Linked DNA regions of Callithrix jacchus: region 2 is linked to region 1. A link is a contact called in public Hi-C data. All regions are on one chromosome and are shown on one strand. Each heading gives the region's core, a stretch centred on a gene start, on an enhancer-like site or on the middle of the called end of the contact. The rest is flanking DNA. Distances are from core to core; before and after follow the strand shown. Region 1 holds the start of DPP9 (dipeptidyl peptidase 9). Region 2 has its middle 12 kb from the start of FEM1A.

Region 1 (7,000 bases), core at 1,592-4,091:
ATCACTTGACTTCAGAGTTCAAGACCAGCCTGGCCAACATGGTGAAATCCCATCTCTATAAAAAATGCAAAAATTAGCCGGGCGTAGTAGCTTATGCCTGTAATCCCAGCTACCAGGGAGGCTGAGGCATGAGAATAGCTTGAACGCGGGAGGTGGAGGTTGCAATGAGTCAAGATCGTGCCTCTGCACTCCAGCCTGGACAACAGAGAGAGAGAGAAAAAAGTATTGAAATGTTATTTATCATGATTATTGAGAGTTTTTTGGCACCTCTTTAATTTTTGCACGTGGTACCAGTGACTTAAAATGCCTCAGTCTCCTTACCCTAATCCCAGCCCTGCAGGAGCGAGGGTGTGTGGAATTTCACAGTGGTCTGATCCTAATTTCTTGCCATCATACTCCCACCCCTTCTACTGTCTCTTTAAGAAAGAGGCTGGTCATGGTGGCAAACTCCTATAATCCCAGCACTCTGGGAGGCTGAGGCAGGCGGATCTCTTGAGGTCAGGAGTTCAAGACCAGCCTGATCAACGTGGAGAAATCCCGTGTCTACTAAAAATACAAAATTAGCCAATTGTGACGGCACATGTCTGTAATCACAGCTACTCGGGAGGCTGAGGCAGGAGGATCACTTGAACCTGGCAGGTGGAGGTCTGGCCTCAGAAAGCTCTTTACAGAGTAGTTGGGATTGGGTACGCTGGCTCATGACTGTAATCCCAGCACTTTGGGAGGCTGAGGTGCCCAGATCATGTTCGGTCACAAGTTCGAGACCAGCCTAAGCAACATAGTGTAGGCCCTCCTATAAGTCACTTTCTCTACCAGGCACATTTTAAAAAATTTAGCCAGGCGAGGTGGTCCATGCCTGCGGTCAAGGTATTCCAGGGGCTGAGGCGGGAGGATTGCTTGAACCCAAGGAGTTGGAGGCTGGAGTGAGGGATGATCGTACCACTGCACTCCAGCCTGGGCCCCAGAATGAGACTCTCAAAAAAAAAAAAAAAAAATAGTAGTTTGATGATCTAAGGCAAAATGGCGAATATCAAATATCGAGTACAGATTTTATGAGATGAACTCAGAAGAGTTCATTTGACCCCAGGATGGGTTTGTGGGCCATTTGCCTTGCATTGTTTTATTTATTTATTTATTTTGAGACGGGGAGTTTCGCTCTTGTTACCCAGACTGGAGTGCAATGGCACGATCTCGGCTCACTGTAACCTCCACCTCCTGGGTTCAAAGCAATTCTCCTGCCTCAGCCTCCCGAGTAGCTGGGACTACAGGCACACACCACCGTGCCCAGCTAATTTTTGTATTTTTAGTAGAGACGGGATTTTACCTTGTTGACCAGGATGGTCTCGATCTCTTGACCTCGTGATCCACCCGCCTCGGCCTCCCAAAGTGCTGGGTTTACAGGTGTGAGCCACCACGCCCGGCCCGGCCGACGTGCATTGCTTTAAGTGGAGGGTGGACTGATGGTAAAGTAATAAACGTGTGTGTGTGTGTCTGTGTGTGTGTGTATTGGATTTCTTTTTGTCTTCCGTACTTTCCTTCTTTCGATCTCTACTGTATCAAGTAGAATAACAGCTATTCAGGAAGAGCGGATATTATTTGGCTGACAGCAGCAGAACTATTTTTTTGCAGCGCTGGACTGTAACAACCTTTCCTACATTATCCCTGTGTGAAAGTTCAAAGAAGTGTGGCTTTTGCTGGTTTCCATAGTGTAGCGGTTATCACGTTCGCCTCACACGCGAAAGGTCCCCGGTTCGATCCCGGGCGGAAACACTTGTGCCTGTTATTTTCAGGTTTCGCCGAACCAGCAATTCTGGTTCCCTTCTTTCTCTCCCGCCTTTTAGAGATTTTTATGATATTTAAAAAGTGATTTCAGGCCGGGTGCGGTGGCTCACGCCTGTAATCCCAGCACTTTGGGAGGCCGAGGCGGGTGGATCACGAGGTCAAGAGATCGAGACCATCCTGGTCAACAGGGTGAAACCCTGTCTCTACTAAAAATATAAAAATTAATTGGGCATGGTGGTGCCCGCCTGTAATCCCAGCTACTCAGGAGGCTGAGGCAGGAGAATTGCTTGAACCCGGGAGGCGGAGGTTGCAGTGAGCCGAGATCACGCCATTGCACTCCAGCCTGGGTAACAAGAGCAAAACTCCGTCTCAAAAAAAAAAAAAAAAAAGTGATTTCAAAATAAAAAATTTAGGCTGGGCGCAGTAGCTCACGCCTGTAATCCCAGCACTTTGGGAGGCTGAGGAGGGTGGGTCACCTGAGGTCAGGAGTTCAAGACCAGCCGGGCCATCATGGAGAAACTCCATCTTTAAAAACAAAAAAAGAAAAGAAAAGAAAATGAGAATTGCAAACCGCTAAAAGAAAATGGGAATTGCGAACTGACAAAATAAAAGAAAATGAGACTTGCAAACTGACAAAAGAAAAGAAAATAAGACTTGCAAACTGATGAAAGAAAAGAAAGTGAGACTTGCAAACTGAGAAGAAAACATGCGTTGGCCGGGAATCGAACCCGGGTCAACTGCTTGGAAGGCAGCTATGCTAACCACTATACCACCAACGCCAGGACGGAAAGCGTTGTTTCCGTATATCCTTAATAGGGGGAGTCATGGGCTTGGCTGAGCGATACCAAGTCACGCGGGGGTGTTTCTCCCTACCGCACCAGAAGATGTCGCTCTTGGGCGTTCTGCGCCTTAGGCACCCCGGCGCCGCTCTGCGGGGTCACCCCCAGCGCCGCGGACGTCTTGGTACGTGCCTAGAGGTGTCCAATCCCAGGCCGCCGCCTGGGCCGCTCAACTTCCGGGTCAAAGGGGTCTTAGCCGGCGGGTCCCCCGTGTCCGCCGCCGCTGTCGTCCCCCGCGCCCGCCACTTCCGGGGCCGCAGTCCCGGGCATGGAGCCGCGAGCGTGAGGCGCCGCTGGCCCCGGGACGCCCTGCCCAGCCCGGCCGCCGCCCCGCGCCCCGGTGAGCATCGCCCGCGCGCCTCGTCCCGCCCCGGCCGCGACCCTGAACCCGCCATTGACCGGCCTCGCCTCGGCTCTGAGCCTGCACTCGCCATTGCCCGGCCTCCTCGCACCCTGGCGCCGTCACGCACCCGTCCCTGGGTCCCTCCGGCCCCCTGCCTCGTTTACCCTCCGCCCTGGGAGCCCCTCCACTTTCTTTCCCTCCCGGATTCCTGCGCTGGCCAGGCCACCTCCCAGTTTCTCCCTTTCCCGGCCCGGCCTCCCCACCCATCCCGTTGCTCCCCAGGCTACCCGGCCCTGACCCCATCCGGGAGTGACCGCACCCAAGAACGCCCTCGCTGCTGCAGATCTTGACACCCTCTCCCCTTCCGTGCGGGCTCTGGAGCTCCCGATCTCCCTCTCCCCATCCCAACGCTATGTGTGCACAGAGGCCACTGCCCTGGACCTGCATCCTGTCATCACCCCTTTACCCCTTCCTCCCACCTTCGCCCCAAGGCTTGGTCTCTCCCGACCCAGTCCCACTTGATCCCTCTATTAAGGGCATCCAGAGACCGGTTTTCCTGCCGCGGCATTGGTGGTGTGGTTAGCATAGCTGCCTTCCAAAGGGCCGGCCCACAGGGTCCAGCCCCTTCTCTCAGCCTCCCTTCTCTGGCCTGTCCAGCCGCCCACCTTCTTCCCACGCAGCCTTAGGCCAGCCCTGACACTTCCCTCTCCAGGCTGCCTCTGAGCCATTGAAAGTGGGCTATGCCCTTCTCCCCCACCCCCTGGTCTTTCCCTGGGGCTCCCTGAGGAAGTCACTTGTCTCCGCGGCAAGAACCAACCTGCTTTCGAGTAGCTGGGACTAAAGCCCAGGAGGTGTGGACTGTAGGCACCAATCCCTGCATTCCTCGGCTGGGTCCCGGGGGAATCAGGACCCGTGGGATGGCTTCTCTCCCAGATTCTGTCCAGGGCATGGAGGCAGTGCTGCAGGGATTCGAGGCAGAGCTAGAATGTAGCCAGGTAGAATCAGGCCTGGCAGTCTGCAGCTTCTGAGTGGAGGGGGGACTGAATGGCTGGCTAGTGCTTCCATTAACCTGTCACCTTCATGACACGTTTATCCTATCAAGGTCTGTGTCCCACGCCTGCAGCTGGAATGGAGGCTCCCTGGACCCTTTAAAAGGTCAGTTGTGCTGGGGTTTGGCAGCCAGGAAGGCTGGGGTGGGGGCCGGTGGGATTCCTTTGCCTGCTGTAGAATATAGAGATTGGCAGGAAATGGTTTTTTGTGGCTCTGGGTCGTTGTCTTCCCCAGGGCAGTGGCTGCAACTTTCTGTGCGCCACTGAAGGCTTTTATTTTTACCCCTGTACCCCTCTAGCTGCCCCGGGAGGAACTTTCTGAAGGGTTCTGGGAGAGAAAGGGGAGAGTGCTGATTTCAGCAGGATTTGGTGGAGGGGTGGCTTTATCCCCTTCGCTGCCTGAGCTGATCGGTAGATGGTGAGGATTCTGGCTCTGGATTCTCCCCCTTAGATTCTTAGAGAATTCTTAGAGAGTCCCCCTTAGCTGGATTCTCCCCCTTTGTGTGGTTTTGAGGAGCTTGTTGAGTCGGCGCTGTGTGTTAAAAGCCGTATGTGTGTGGTCTCATTTAATCCTGTCGGTGGCCCCAGGGGTAGATACTGTCATCCCGTGTTCAAGTGGAAGCTGGCAGAGGTTCGGTGACTGCCCCAGAAGTGGCAGAGTTAGGATTTGAACCCTCTCTCTGACACCAGAGCCCACGCTTTTCACCGCTGGACTGAGAGTGCAGCCAGTGCTGCTTCATGGTAATTCTACACTTGACCTCTTCCATTAGATGTGAGACAGTCTCAGTCTGTCACAACCTCTACCTTCTTGGTTCAAGTGATTCTCCCGCCTCAGCCTCCTGAGCAGCTGGGACTACAGGCAGGCACCACCACGCCCGGCTAATTTTTGCATTTTCAGTAGAGACAGGGTTTTACCATGTTGGCCAGGCTGGTCTTGAACTCCTGACCTCAGGTGACCCCCCCCCCCCCGCCTCCCACAGTGCTGGGATGACAGGTGTGAGCCACGGCGCCCGGCTGGCCCTTCTTCTTTAAGCTTTTGAGGAACTGCCTGTCGTGGGACCTGATTTACCTGAGAAGGTAGTTGGGCATCAACCACACAAGGGGTCCCTTCGACTTTAGACAGCATCCAGGAAAGGACAGCGGCTTCAACCTGAAATGCTTTTCGAGGGCCAGGCACTGTATGGGCTCAGGTAGTGTGCTGGGACCAGGATAGATGTGGCCTGTCCTGTGGAACTGACCTTCTGGTGCTTAGTGCCCCCTCACCCACAGTGGGGTTTCTCAGCCTTGGCACTGTGACATTTAGGGTTGGCACGGTAGGGGGTTGAATAGCATCCTTGGTCTCCACCAGCCACGTGCCTCCCCGTACCGTCCCTGTCGTGGTAACCAAAACCGTCCCCTAGGGGGTCCAGTTATCCCCAGGCGAGGCCCCCTGGCTTAGGGGATACCGTGGACCCCAAGAGACTCCATGTTCCCTGATCTGCTCAGGTCCCAGGAGGCTGCACACATTGAAATCCTCACCCTGAGTAGGGAGAAAGGAGGTGAATCCCAGGAGCTGGGTGTCCCCCTGGTTTAGAATGCTGATCCCATGGGAAGTTTATCCCAGTATTAATATGAGCATAGAAGTTGAACTCAGGTTTCTCCCCGAGTAATGGATGCAGGGGTCTCCGGCTTGGCATTGCTGAAATTTGGGGTGGATCTTTCTTTAGTTCTTTCTCTGAAGAACTCTCTCTGGGGTGGGTCATCCTGGGCTCCACCCACTCCATGCCAGGGGCACCCCAAGTTGTGACAGGCATAAACATCCCCAGACACCACCCAGTGTCCCATATGGGGGAGGGGGCGAATCACCCCCAGCTGAGAACCACTCTCCCAGGGGAAGGGGAGCACAGCAACGATGGTCCAGGCCGTCTTCGCGTCTGGGTGTAGTGATGGGGCAGTCAGGTAGCATCGTCAGATGGGGCACTCAGGAAAACCTCTGAAGAGGTGATATCAGGACCTGCAGGGTAAGAAGGATCAAGGAGCTGGCATTTCAGGCTGAGGGGCGTGCCGTCTAGACCGCCATGTGCTGGGAAGGAGTGGGTGTGTTGAGGGACAAGAAGGAGGCCAGTGTAGCCAGAGGTCGCAGTCAAGGGCAAAGCGAGAAGCCAAGGTCACCAGGGCCATCAGGAAGCATCCACAGTGAGGAATTTTGGATTCTTCTGTTTCCGGCAGGTGCCCTGGGGTGGTTTCCCGGGACTCACTTGAAATTCCCAGGGAATTTCACAGAAACCTCCTGTTGAGAAAGATTCGAGTCTCTGGCAAATGCCCTAGAGCCTGAAGCATCCATCATCCCTTCACAATGTGCTTGGCCTCAGGATGCTCCTCGGAGGCTTAGAGCGGCCTGGAGACATGGGGAGGGGGGAACAGGGGCAGGAGAACCCACTCCCCACCTGCGCAGGTGGCAGCCCTGTGGTCTCTCTTTCCGCTCGCCCGCAGGCACCCCTGCCCTCCTGAGGTCAGCTGAGCGGTTAATGCGGAAGGTTAAGAAGCTGCGCCTGGACACGGAGAACACTGGAAGTTGGAGAAGGTGAGGCTGGCCTTGGAGGCCCTGATGAGTGGGGACGTGGCCCAGCTTCCGGAATTCCCCAATGAACTGAGATCTGGAAGGCCCCTTCTCTCCCTCTCCCCTGGCTTCCCCCGCACATCCCCATGTCCCCAACGCTGTTCTGGTTATTTCAAGCGAGGAGGCGTCTTGTGCAGGGTCTCCCCTCAGCACTGTGGACGTTGGGGCTGTAGTGTTCTCTGGGGCGGGGCTGTCCTGGGCACTGAAGGGTGCTGAGCAGCGTCCCTGGCCCCCGCCCGCTCCATGCCAGAAGCTCCCTCAACTGGGACAACCACCAGTGTCTCCAGATACCACCAAGTGTTCGCTGGGGGCAGAATCACTCCTGGGTGAGAACCACTGACCTCACTGGAAGCTTGTGGGTTTCGGGGTCCAAGGGATTGGGGCTCCA
Region 2 (6,939 bases), core at 3,508-6,007, 88 kb before region 1:
CAGACTTTCTGGCTCCGGGGGTTCATCTGGAGGTGTCCGTGTGGGTTCCAGGGTCACCATGGTGTAGTCCATGGTGCTGTCAGTTTAAAGAACCTTGAACTCTTGCCTTTTTTTTTTTTTTTTTTGAGATACAGTCTTGCTCTGTTGCCAGGCTGCAGTGCAGTGGCGCGATCTCAGCTCACTGCAACCTCCACCTCCTGGGTTCAAGTGATTCCCCTGCCTCAGGCTCCTGAGTAGCTGGGATTACAGGCACGCACCACCATGCCGGACCAAGTTTTTGTATTTTAGTAGAGACGGGGTTTCACCATGTTGTCCAGGCTGGTCTTGAACTCCTGACCTCAGGTGATCTGTCTGCCTCAGCCTCCCAAAGTGCTGGGATTACAGGCGTGAGCCACCGCGCTGGTGGGTAATTAGATTTTAAGGGGATGATGAGGGGTGTGGTAGCGGGGGATGGGGAGGTGGTTCCCGCACCCTAGGGTTAAGGTAGGGGACGTAAGGGGAGCTATTGGGGGAGGAGGGCGGCGGGGAGGTGTGGCTGTAGCCCAGGAGTAGCGAAGGAGGCAGACAATTTTGCTAGGATATCCCGGCCTAACAGGGGAACTGGACACGTGGGGATGATTAGAGTGTGGAAAGGAGTCGGCCGGGCGTGGTGGCTCAAGCCTGTAACCCCAGCACTTTGGGAGGCCGAGGCGGGTGGATCACGAGGTCAAGAGATCGAGACCATCCTGGTCAACATGGTGAAACCCCATCTCTACTAAAAATACAAAAAAAATTAGCCGGGTGTGGTGGCGCGTGCCTGTCATCCCAGCTACTCGGGAGGCTGAGGCAGGAGAAATGCTTGAACCCAGGAGGCGGAGATTGCAGCGAGCTGAGATCGCACCATTGCACTACAGCCTGGGCAACAGTGTGAGACTCTGTCTCAAAAAAAAAAGAGGGAGACTTGTCTCCTTTTCTCTGAAGGAAAAAACAGAGAGGGAGAGACTGCTTACCCAATGCGAAGGTGGTGAGAGGGTGGCTGGACTGGTCTCGTGCTCAGGCTGCCGGTGGGTCTCTTCACAGAGGGACAGTAGGGACAGTAGGGACAGGGGCTAGTCTCCCACAGGAACACCCCTGTCCCAGGTTTTGGCACCAGACGTTACAAAGGCTCTGAATGAAGAGACCCCCTAAACAGGCTTTGTATGAGCAACATGGCTGTTTATTGACCTGGGTGCGGGCGGGCTGGGCCTGAAAAGAGGGTCAGCAGAGGGCGGTGGGATAGGACTTGGTTTTATGGGTTTGGGGTAGGCAGTGGAAAGTGACAGAAGTTACCGTTCAGGTTGGTTTTTGCAATCTAGGGGAGTGTTGCTGCGGGTGGGGGGGGGGCGGTGTCAAAAGGTCCAAGGTCCAGTGTCACAAGGTTGGCTTATCAGTTGAGGCAGGAATGGCTGAGGCAGGAACAAGAGCAAAATGTTGCAAGGTTGGTGAATCAGGCCGCCGGGTCCCATGTCACAGGGTTGACTCAGACTTCGTGGCTCCGGGAGTTCATCTGGAGGTGTCGGTGTGGGTTACAGGGTTACCATGGTGTAGTCCATGGTGCCATCAATTCAAAGAATCTTGCACTCGCGTTTTCAATGGAGGCTTCTCTGAGCACCCTGCTTAGAATTCATTTCAAAGCCGGACACAGCAGCCGCTCATGTCTGCTATCCCAGCACTTTGGGAGGCAGAGGCAGGAGGATGACTTGAGGTCAGGAGTTCAAGACCAGCCTGGTCCACATGGTAAAACCCAGTCTCCACCAAAAATACAAAAATTAGCTGGGCCTGGTGGTGCACACCTGTAATCCCAGCTACTTTGGAGGCTGAGGCAGGAGGATTGTCAAACCCGGGAGACAGAGGTTGCAGTGAGCTGAGATGGTGCCACTGCACTCCAGCCTGGATGACAGAGCAAGACCCTGTCTCAAAACACTAAAATAAAATAAAATAAAATTCATGGCTGGGCGCGGTGGCTCACGCCTGTAATCCCAGCACTTTGGGAGGCCGAGGCGGGTGGATCACTAGGTCAGGAGATCGAGACCATCCTGGTCAACATGGTGAAACCCCGTCTCTACTAAAAATACAAAAAATTAGCTGGGCATGGTGGCGCGTGCCTGTAATCCCAGCTACTCGGGAGGCTGAGGCAGGAGAATTGCCTGAACCCAGGAGGCGGAGGTTGCGGTGAGCCGAGATCGCACCATTGCGCTCCAGTCTGGGTAACAACGGTGAAACTCTGTCTCAAAAATAAAATAAAATAAAATTCATTCAAAGCAGCACCCACCAGATGCCCTGAATACGTTTCATATTTCTGTGTCACTCTGGAGTTTGAGACAAATACAGATGAACTTATCCACGGCCCACACGTCACCGTCTGCCTGTCTGTGGGCTGTATTGCAGGCCTATAGAGGATGCTCAATAAATGTTTGAATTTGAATTGATGTCCAAGTCTTTTTCATTTTTTATTTTTTTGAGACTGAGTCTTGTTGCCCAGGCTGGAGCGCAATGGTGCCATCTCAGCTCACTGCAACCTCCGCCTCCCAGGTTCAAGTGATTCTCCTGCCTCAGCCTCCTGAGTAGCTGGGATTACAGGCGCACCACCATGCCCGGCTAATTTAGTATTTTTAGTAGAGAGGGTGTTTCACCATGTTGGCCAGGCTGGTCTCAAACTCCTGACTGCAAATGATCTTCCTGCCTCAATTTCCCAAAGTGCTGGGATTACAGGCGTGAGCCACTGCACCGAGCCTTAAATTATTTTTATTTTCGAGATGGAGTCTTGCTCTGTTGCCCAGATTGGAGTGCAGTGGCGAGATCTCAGCTCACCACAACCTCTGCCTCCGGTTTCCAGTGATTCTCCTGCCTCAGCCTCCCGAGTAGCTGAGACTGCAGGCACGCACCACCACGCCCAGCTAATTTTTGTATTTTTAGTAGAGGCGGGGTTTCACTATGTTGGCCAGGATGGTCTTGAACTCCTGACCTTGTGATCCGCCTTCCTCGGCCTCCCAAAGTGCTGGGATCACAGTGTGAGCCACCGCACCTGGCCTCAAACTTTTTGTAGAGATTGAGTTTCACCACGTGGCCCAGACTGGTCTGAAACTCCTGGGCTCAAGGGATCCCCCCACCTCGGCCTCCCAAAATGTTGGGATTGCAGGCATGAGCCTCTGCCCCTGGCCTCAAGTGTGTTTTCCCGTTCGGAAGGACCTCTGGATTCCACGTTCCCTTCCTGCCAGACAGTGAATTTTGTTCATTCCCCCCCCCCACCCCATCGTCTGTTCATTCCTTCGTTAAGCAGTTAGTGTGCACTGAGCGTCTACGGTTCGCCACGGGCGGCTTCAGATCGCGAGGATGCTGTTTTCTGGGACGGATGCCGCGGCTGCCGTCACAGGGCTCACAGCTCCAAGGGGAGGCGGACACAGGAGTGGCTGGTCTCGTGTGGGCCTGCCCTGGGTGTGATGGGGATGCAGAAGGAACTAGGGGGTGCTGACTTGGGGGCGGAGATCTGAGCCCCTCAAGGGTGATCAGAGCTCTCTGCAGCCTCCAGGAAGGAAAGGGCCCAGGCAATGACCTGCAGGAGTGGAAGGGAGCGCGGACCCTCCAGGGGAGCCAGTGTGACCCATCTGGGTGCAGGTCTTCTGTCCCCCAAGCCTACAGGCGCCGGACACATGACTTACCTGTGGAAATCCAGAAAGTGCCGCAGTAAGCAGATGCTGCCACTAGAGGGCACCATCGGACAGCAGTTCCAGCCTCTCCCGACCCCGGGCTGGGAAGGGGACGGTCCCTTTTTCCCCCGGGCCTGCTCCGAAGAGAGAGCTCAGAGGGGAAAGGGGTCCCAAAAAAGTGCCGAGTTCCCAGCCATGCCAACAGCCCCCTTGCCCCTCTGTAAATTACAACAATCGGCCGGGTGTGTGGCTCACGCCTGTAATCCCAGCACTTTGGGAGGTTGAGGCTGGTGGATCACCCGAGGTCAGGAGTTCAAGACCAGCCTGGCCAACATGGTGAAACCTCATCTCTACTAAAAATTCAAAAATTAACCGGGTGTGGTGGCGGGTGCCTGTAATCCCAGCTACTGGGGAGGCTGAGGCAGGAGAATGGCTTGAACCCGGGAGGCGGAGATTGCAGTGAGCTGTGATCACACACACCACTGCACTCCAGCCTCGGCAACAGAGCAAGAATCTGTCTCAAAAATAATAATAATACGGGCCGGGCGCGGTGGCTCAAGCCTGTAATCCCAGCACTTTGGGAGGCCGAGGCGGGTGGATCACGAGGTCAACAGATCGAGACCATCCTGGTCAACATGGTGAAACCCCGTCTCTACTAAAAATTACAAAAAATTAGCTGGGCACGGTGGTGCGTGCCTGTAATCCCAGCTACTCGGGAGGCTGAGGCAGGAGAATTGCCTGAACCCAGGGGGCGGAGGTTGCGGTGAGCCGAGATAGCGCAATTGCACTCCAGCCTGGGTAACAAGAGCGAAACTCTGTCTCAAAAAAAAAAAAAAAAAAAAAATAATAATAATAAATAAAGACTCTGTCTCTAAATAAATAAATAAAAATAAAAAATAAATTGCAATAATAATGACAGCCAAATATCCCCATTGGCAGGTCAGGTCACCAGGGCTCTCTCTGCCCCATTTTGCATTTGGGGAAACCGAGGCACAGAGAGGTAGTGTCGCTTTGCAAGGGCACACAGTGGGACTAGGGTGAGGCCAGAGAAGCCCCTCAGAGAAATGAAAGGCAGAGTTTACCCTCAGGAGTGCGCAGGTGGGGGATCTTCGGAAATCACTATCTAATGCTGTTGTTTCCAACCTGGCTGGAGCCCAGAGAGGGCAGGTGCCAGCCTGAGGCCACACAGCAGGCTCTTCTCCAGTCCCCTCCCTCAAGGGTGTCTCCCTGTAGCCCTGTGGTTCGCCTGGGCTCACAAATGCCATCCCCAAGTGCCCCGGGACAGGGATCTTTTATTTTTAACCTGTCCAGTGGCTGCGACCTTATTATATCCCTGGGAGGCCGCCACGGTTTCCAGTTTCCAAGGGAAGCTGCAAAATTGTTTCTCTTCCCAGGAAAAGGAGTGTCTGGGTGCGGTGGTTCATTCCTGTAATCCCAGCATTTTGGGAGGCTGAGGTGGATCGCTTAAGCCCAGGAGTTTGGGACCAGCCTGGCCAACGGTGGGACCCCTGTTTCTATTTTTATTTTTTATTATTTCTTTATTTTGAGACAGAGTCTCACTCTGTCACCCAGGCTGGAGTGCAATAGCACGATCTTGGCTCACTGCAACCTCTACTTCCAAGGTTCAAGCAATTCTCGTGCCTCAGCCTCCCCAGTAGCTGGGAGTACAGGCATGCACCACCACACCCAGCTAATTTTGTATTTGTAGTGGAGATGGTGTTTCACCATTGTGGCCAGGCTGAACTCCTGACCTCAGGTGATGCGCCCACCTGGGCCTCCCAAAGTGCTGGGATTACAGGCCTGAGCCACGGCACCCGGCCTTAAATTTTTTGTAGAGATTGAGTCGCAGCGTGTGGTCTCAAACTCATTCTGTCACCCAGGCTGAAGTGCAGTGGTGTGATCACAGCTGGCTACAGCCTTCACCTCCTGGGCTCAAGTGATCCTTTCACCTCAGCCTCTCGAGTCGCTGGGACCACAGGTGCACACCACCACATCCAGCTAATTGTCATATCATTCTTGTAGAGACCTTGGGGGGAGGGGGTGTGTCTCACTCAATTGCCCAGGCTGGTCTCGAACTCCTGGGCTCAAGCACCCCCCACCTGCCTCAGCCTCCCAAAATGCTGAGATTACAGGCATAAACCACCCTGCCTGCTTGTAAGGGGCTGCACTTTAGATAATTCGGGAAGGCTTCATGGAGGAGGTGACATTGGATGAAGATCATTGCTTTTTTTTTTTTTAAGACAGAGTCTCACTCTGTTGCCTAGGCTGGAGTGCAGTGGCTCAATCTTGGCTCACTGCTATGTCTGCCGCCCAGGGTTGAAGCAATTCTCCTGCCTCAGCCTCCAGAGTAACTGGGATTACAGGCCCCTGATACTGCACCTGGCTAATTTTTGTAGTTTTTATTTTTATTTATTATTTTTGAGATGGAGTTCCGCTCTTGTCACCCAGGCTGGAGTGCAATGGCGCGATCTTGGCTCACTGCAACCTCTGCCTCCTGGGTTCAGACAATTCTCCTGCCTCAGCCTCCTGAGTAGCTGGGATTACAGGCACGCGCCACCATGCCCAGCTAATTTTTGTATTTTTAGTAGAGATGGGGTTTCACCTTGTTGACCAGGATGGTCTCGATCTCTTGACCTCGTGATCCACCCGCCTCTGTCTCCCAAAGTGCTGGGATTATAGGTGTGAGCCACCGCACCCGGCCTTTTGTAGTTTTTAGTAGAGACGAGGGTCTCACCATCTTGGCCAGGCTGATTTTGAACTCCTGACCTAGTGATCCACCCACCTCAGCCTTCCAAAGTACTGAGATTACAGGCGGGAGCCACTGCACCCGGCCCCAAGATCACTGCTTTAATCTACATCAAATAATAAATAAGTTAATAGTTGAAATTAATAAATTTGAATTAATATAGATAATTAAATACTGTCTACTAAGTCAATAGACATTCAAAGACAAGCTTTAATAAGAGACATCAAGGTGCAGGGCAGAGGGAGGGGGTGGCCCCGGGGAATTCTGAATGTCTGGGTCCCTGGGGCCAGAGGAGTTGGGGTGTACATTCTCCCCGCCCAGCACGGGGGTGGTGCTGCTCACATCTGGCCCGGGTCTTGCCTAACACATGTTCTGGTAAACACTCGGTCAGGGCACCCTCTGTTTTTTCCAGTCCCGAAGCTCCCCGCAGTAATCCACACCCCCGCCCCACCCCTCTCCTGGGACACGGATTCAGTGTCCCCGGTGGGTCACCTGGTCTTTCTGGCCTGTGATGTGATTCGAGTGGTG

The links. Hi-C and Micro-C count contacts between places; a contact is called where the count stands out from the background.
Region 2: a Hi-C map of skeletal muscle shows a contact between it and region 1, with 4 times the contacts expected there. The contact joins the enhancer-like site here to the promoter of DPP9 in region 1. A contact is called at or near these places in 3 of 3 Hi-C or Micro-C datasets (induced pluripotent stem cells and skeletal muscle).

The regions. Positions count from the first base shown.
Region 1 is chr22:4,467,624-4,474,623 of calJac240_pri, reverse strand. DPP9 (dipeptidyl peptidase 9) reads left to right here and starts at 2,841. Exons shown (of 23, transcript XR_013531258.1): 1 at 2,841-2,961; 2 at 4,067-4,119; 3 at 6,486-6,576. TRNAG-UCC (transfer RNA glycine (anticodon UCC)) reads right to left here and starts at 2,561; the gene lies at 2,490-2,561. It overlaps TRNAV-CAC (transfer RNA valine (anticodon CAC)), which reads left to right and starts at 1,698; the gene lies at 1,698-1,770.
Region 2 is chr22:4,557,874-4,564,812 of calJac240_pri, reverse strand. No RefSeq gene overlaps it. Among named protein-coding and RNA genes, the nearest start is that of FEM1A, 12 kb to the right of the region's middle. Within about 2 kb of position 4,757, at least 1 of the 16 cell types and tissues checked has an H3K27ac peak or open chromatin away from gene starts, as enhancers often do. A contact at or near this core is called in skeletal muscle, where this site is marked.